Linked DNA regions of Mus musculus: region 1 is linked to region 2. A link is a contact called in public HiChIP or PLAC-seq data. All regions are on one chromosome and are shown on one strand. The core of a region is the stretch at or near the end of the contact, and the rest is flanking DNA. Distances in the headings are between cores, read along the strand shown.

Region 1 (2,722 bases), core at 219-2,718, 300 kb before region 2:
AAGATTCCCACACCACATAAAAGCTGAGCTTGGTGGCACATGTCTGTCATTCCAGCGTTGGGCTCATTGGCTGTCCACCTAGCAGCCATGGTGAGCTCCAGGCTCAGTGAGAGACCCTGACTCAAAAAGGAAAGTGAAGAAGCAGCCGAGGAAAGAGCTGACACGAGCCTGTGCATGCTGCACACAGTGAGCACCTCGGTTTCAGTATCATGAATGATTACTTCCTCCAATACCAGTGATCCACTTAATCCTTAGAGAGAGCACGTCTGTTTTTCAGTCTAGTATTTGTGACTTTTTGTATCAGCAGTAATGAAGAGTTCTGGAAAAGGAAGGCAGTTTTGGCCTTGGCCTGGTCTCTGAGAGGCTTGGTCTGGGCACATCCTGCTCTCACTGACTTTTCCTTGCTCCTGTCTCAAACGTGGGGAGTTTTAGGCTTGATCTTACACAGGATATAGTCAGTCTGGAACCCTGGAACAGGTGGGGTTCCAAGTGTGGCTTTTCAAGGACTGAACTAGAACAGGTCTAGGGTGGGGCCACGTGTACCTTGTAAAACAGCTCCTGATATGTAATCCATTCCTCTCTCTGCAGCCTCACATGAGTCACCGTCCATGCTGCCGTGTGGGCTCCTGCCTCTGGACTTTGGCTCATTTTCCATGCCTGAGCTAGTCTGTACCAGATGCTGGCAGTGGGGCATGGCAGAGCTCGGTAGAGCTGAATTGATTGCCCAACCCTTCACCTGTGCCATCTCTTGACAATTGTTACTGGAAAGCCTGCCCTGTCATGCTGGCTTTCAGTTCTTGTGGCTCTTGGATGAAAGTTCTGCTATCTTGTGCCCCACCCCATTAAAGGACTGCCTCCCACCATCCTCAGTGTGCTGTGTGTGTGTGTGTGTGGCCTCAGTTTGCAACACCTCCTTCTACAGCAGTTCCTGGGTTGTGGGGAAGTTGGGTGGGATGACATGCAGTGTTTTCCCTCAACAGGATGGGAGACCTGCAGGGGGTGGTGGAACACACCAGTAATCCCGGAGGCAGAGGGGATCTCCAGTTCATAGTCAGCCTGGCTACACACTGAGTTCTAGCACAGCTAGGGATACATAATGAGATCCCTCCCACCCCTCAAAGAAGAGATGAACAAGAGGAAGTAGTGCTGGCTTCTGGGTTCCATTTCAAGCCAGCTCCAGCCTCTCGGCCCTCCCTGGCCTCAGAATGAGACACCCAGCTCTTCTCCCTGCCAGGGCCTTTGTGAGGCCATAGGCACTCAGCTGCAGTGCATTCTGGTCCTGCCTGAATTTGAAGATGGGGTAGCCTCCTTGGGAAGCCAGGCCGCCTCCTGTGGCTCTAGCAGGGCCTTCTTCTAAGTGGGGCGGAGCCTTGGGCCCTGGGCGTGGTTGGCTAGTGGCCCTGCCTTTCCCGTGCTCACGGGGCCCGCCCCTGGCGTGCGAAGGCCTTCCTTCTCTGTCTCGGCTGCGTCATAACGCTGCTCCTCCCAGGCCAGACGGCTTCCGTGCAGCTCTGCTTTCACTTTACTGCCTGAGGTGAGGACACGCGCGGGTAGAGGGTGGTGATGGGTGGGGTGACACTTGCTCTGGCATGGTACCAAATGGGCTTCTATTACAGACCATGGGCGCTCTCCTGAGTGGTGGCCAGGATGGCCCGGAGCCCGCGCAGCCCCAGCCTCCAGCGCCGCAGGGTCCGCAGCAGCCTCAGCCGGAACCTGGCCCGTGGGGGCCACTGGACGACGTGCGCTTTCTAATCGCCTGCACGTCCTGGTACTGACCCGGCCACCCCTGGCCTTCATGCCCTCCTGGGCCTGGCCTGGCTTTTATCTCCTCACCCTGTGATTTCCTGTCTTACTCCCTCTGGGCAGAGATTCAAGAAAGATCGCGGAGACTGAAAGTCCCTCAGGGCCACCTCAGAGAATTGCACCTCAGCTTCAGACTTGACAGACCCCCGAACCAGCTCATTCCCACGCCCCCTTTCAGCTCTGTCCTTGGGCTGATTTCCTTAAGAGGAAGAGCCAGGATCAGATGAGGCGTCCTGGCAGGCTCTTGATGCTGTTGAATCCTGGTTTCCCCCTCGCTAGAACTGAGCTGCTGCCTGGCCATAGCCCCATGTGCCCTGTCTCCAGAGAAGTCTTGCCACAATGACCCTCCCGTACTCCTGAGGTTCCTGGGTGACGGGTTGGGGTGGGGTGGGGAGGACAGGACATTGATTGCTGGTTAGAAGATGCACGAGGCAACTGCAGAAGTACACTCCCAGGGTACCCTTTTCTCCCTGAAACTTCTTACGGGCACACATATGCCCTGGTCTTTGTTCCCATACCCCAGGGGAAAAAACACTGTATTTCTGTTTTATTTAGAAATGATTTAAAAAACATTGTACAAAGGCTGATCAGTTTAAAATGTGACCGACACTGAGATGCTGTGATGTCACCCAGGCCGAGGGGAAGCTGAGCTCTGGGGGCTCTAGTACTTTGCCCCTCTGACTGCTCTGACCTGGGCTGATGGACAAACAGATGACCGCAGGCAGAAGAATCCAAGATTGGAAGCCTCTAGGCTGAGCCCTCTCTGGGCCCGGCCCTGTGTCCCTCACATCTGCAGCCTGGGCTGCCTGCCTCCATCCCCTGCTCTTTCGCAACTGGCCTTGGAATGCCAGGAGCCAACAGGGAGCCTGCGGGGCCTAGAGCTTTCAAGAAGTGAGCACCAACCTGAGGAGAGGGACCA
Region 2 (2,871 bases), core at 177-2,676:
TAATGTTTTGCATTGTTCAGTATCTGCCTCATCCACATTGTTCTTAAACATTTAAATCATTACTTATTTAATGTCTGCTGGGTATCAACTATTCGATAATGGACCCTTTTATTACCCACTTTGGACTTTTTAATTTATGAATCTAGTGTTAGCTTTCCTATCTTAGAGATGAATACATTCAATATAAGTTTTTAAATCTGCCTAAGACTGCAAGCAAAGCTATGTATGTATTTTTCGGGCAGGATTTGTGGCTTGTGTTTACCTTACTACCAAATATCATGCTCCCTCTCAGCCAGGACGTGGTGGTAGGCCAGAGTCTCACTATGGAGCCGTGGCTGTTCTGGAACTACCTACGTAGAGCAGGCTGGCCTTGAACTTACAAAGACCTGCCTCTGCCTCCCCAGTGCACGGGATTAAAGGCCTGGCCAGATCGTGGTTTTGCACCCTAAACTGTCCTGACACTTAAGAACGTGTCAAGGCATAGAATTGTCTCTCAGACTCTGAGTTACTAGAATTTAGATCCAATTTTGGTTTTTTTAAGCAAAAAAACAAAACAAAACAAAACAAAACAAAACAAAACAAACAGGCTTGGTGGTAAACCTCACTCCGTCTTGTTTTGTTCACTATACCATCAAAACAACCAAAGCATCGGCATACTGACAACTCGTACAGTTGTGTATTGGGATTGCTGTCATTTTACACAGAGGCAGGACTCCTAGATGGGAAACAGACTTGCACTGACGCTGAGCAAAACGAGATGGGTGCATTCGTTAAAGGTCTGAGGGAGGCATGGTTGAATTGGAGGCAAAGGTGATTCTCTTCAGGGCTCTCCTTCCCTCAAGGTTCACCCTTGCTCCTTGGAGCCCTTCCTTTCACCTCGAGGGCTCTCTCAGGGAACTTTCTCCTCACCGATCCCCGCTTCTTCTCACGGAACCCGCATCTCCTCGTGAAAACTCGCATCTCCCAAAACTGCCAAGTCGCCAGAGAGTGCCCCAACTTCTAGGAAGTCTCGCCTCACAGATGCCTCCTTCTTCTCACAGAACGCCATCTCTTTCGAATCCCTTTTCCATGTCCCTCAGGGACCCTCCATCTCCTCCCTTTCTAACGGAGCTCGGTAAATCTCCCTCGGACTCCCGCTCCTCTGCTCACTGGCGCCCCCAAGAGTCGCTCGGGCCCAGCCTCACCCCGTGGCTCCTCCACAGAACGCCGGTGCAGCTCGCGGTAGCGCTGCAGAGAGGGGACGTGCGCCGAGCGTCTGACCTCCGGCGGCGGGGACCAACCCCGCACCCGGCCCTCGGCGCCGGTCTCCTCACGAGCCCGGCTTCCACTGCCGCTCTTGCGCCGCTCCTCGGGAAGCCCCATCGCATCAAGTTCCGAACACCTTGTCCGCCGTTGCGGTCGCTGCGGGTGCCGGGGCGGGGAAAACAGGTCGACCCTAGAGGCGGGGCCTCGGGTGAGGGCGGAGCCTGAGGCTAGAGGCCGTGCTCTAGGCATCCAATAGTGGGTAGGGCCGTGCGTGAAGGGGCGGGGTCAGCAAAAACCGCTGAAGACAAGGGGTAAGGGCGGAGCTGTCTTGCCGGAAGGGGTGGAGCCGTAGTGAAAGCAGAAGGAATGGTCAGGGAATGACAGGAGAGGGGTGGGGCCTTGGAATGACAGTGGAGGGGCGGGGCCAGAGGTGACAGGCGAGGAGGCGGGCCCGTGGAGTGATGGGGTGTAGCCCGGCTGGATGTGACACGAGAGGAGGCAAGGCTGTGGAGTGACCAAGTTAGGGTCTTGGAGTGACAAGGGTTGGGTTACGGCGCCGCGCAGCTTGAGACATGAAAGGCTGGCTAATAAGAGGCATTGTGTCATCCGTTGTGCAATTACCGTGGTCTGATTGCGTGATCCTGTCACTCCAGAGTTGGATAGCCAAGTGCAGTACAGTTCCTTCTGGGTGACACTCCACAGTCTCCCACCGAACAGCACCCCTATTCCGTTCCCATGGAAAAATTCCTCCGCGACCTTGAGGGCACAGATCCCCAATATGAACCTTCCTGCTAACTCGTTCTGATTCTCTCCCACCTCTTAGGACATGTCATTCTTTTTGCCTCCATAAATCTCCATCCTGATGTAAAGTACAAGACTCTTAAGTGAAGACGAGGAGGATCCTTCAGATATTGGCTCCAAACGCACAAATTCTCTTAGCACTAAAGGTAAATTCAGAAAAGGAAGGGAAATGTCACAAAGTCGGGGAGCAGATAAAGATCAAGTTATGGTCAGATCTGAGTTCTTGTATTGTTTGTTTTTACTAACATAAACAGAAAGCCAGATCTTAAAATACAAGGTCTATGCAATATAAAATAATACAAGTATAAAGAGGAAAAATTACATTCTTTAATTCACCTAAGTACACACCTATCTGCCACAAATTGAGTTTACTTCCCTCTGGCGTCCCTCTATCCTCTTCACCCAAAAGGAAGCCGAGCAGGACACCCTCCACTTCCTTCCTACAGTTATCACCAAGGACTACCTCATCTTACAATTCAGACTGTCAAAACAAGGATCTTTAATTATTTAGCTACAAGAGTGAATCTGAGGTCTGAAGCAGCCAGCTCCTGCCATTTAATGTCTACTTAGGGCTTGTGACCCATCAACTCACCTGCTACACTGATCTTTGTCCAACTGACCATATGCTTAGCCCACCCTAAACTGAAAAACACATGCTCAGACATATGATCCAGAGCCAACCCAATCCTGAGGGGAGGTTTTAAGGCTCACTAAGCACATACAGACCTTGTAGAATAGACAAGGGTCTCAGCGAGGGAACAGATACTTTCTCAAGGAGACATCAACCCCTCTGAACAAATACACACTTCATTGAAATTGCACAAA

What was found. HiChIP or PLAC-seq counts read pairs in DNA pulled down with a chosen protein or histone mark.
Region 1: an H3K4me3 HiChIP or PLAC-seq map of bone marrow-derived macrophages shows a contact between it and region 2, with 6 times the contacts expected there. The contact joins the promoter of BC029722 here to the promoter of Acss2 in region 2. A contact is called at or near these places in 16 of 39 promoter capture datasets (the 3T3-L1 cell line, 3T3-L1-derived adipocytes, the C10 cell line and 10 more), 2 of 15 datasets of contacts at CTCF or cohesin (the NIH/3T3 cell line and large pre-B cells), 19 of 484 Hi-C or Micro-C datasets (the C10 cell line, the C2C12 cell line, CD4 T cells and 15 more), 13 of 115 datasets of contacts at active chromatin or transcription factors (the SCID.adh cell line, astrocytes, bone marrow-derived macrophages and 6 more) and 5 of 9 other capture datasets (adipose tissue, embryonic stem cells, liver and 2 more).

What each region holds. Positions count from the first base shown.
Region 1 is chr2:155,817,978-155,820,699 of GRCm38.p6, reverse strand. BC029722 (cDNA sequence BC029722) reads left to right here and starts at 1,468. Exons shown (of 2, transcript NM_001384169.1): 1 at 1,468-1,534; 2 at 1,617-2,722. The coding sequence starts at 1,620. The coding sequence ends at 1,775. Mmp24 (matrix metallopeptidase 24) reads right to left here. Exons shown (of 9, transcript NM_010808.4): 9 at 2,334-2,722. Eif6 (eukaryotic translation initiation factor 6) reads left to right here. Exons shown (of 6, transcript NM_010579.2): 6 at 589-863. The coding sequence ends at 598.
Region 2 is chr2:155,516,598-155,519,468 of GRCm38.p6, reverse strand. Acss2 (acyl-CoA synthetase short-chain family member 2) reads right to left here and starts at 1,426. Exons shown (of 18, transcript NM_019811.3): 1 at 1,185-1,426. The coding sequence starts at 1,362.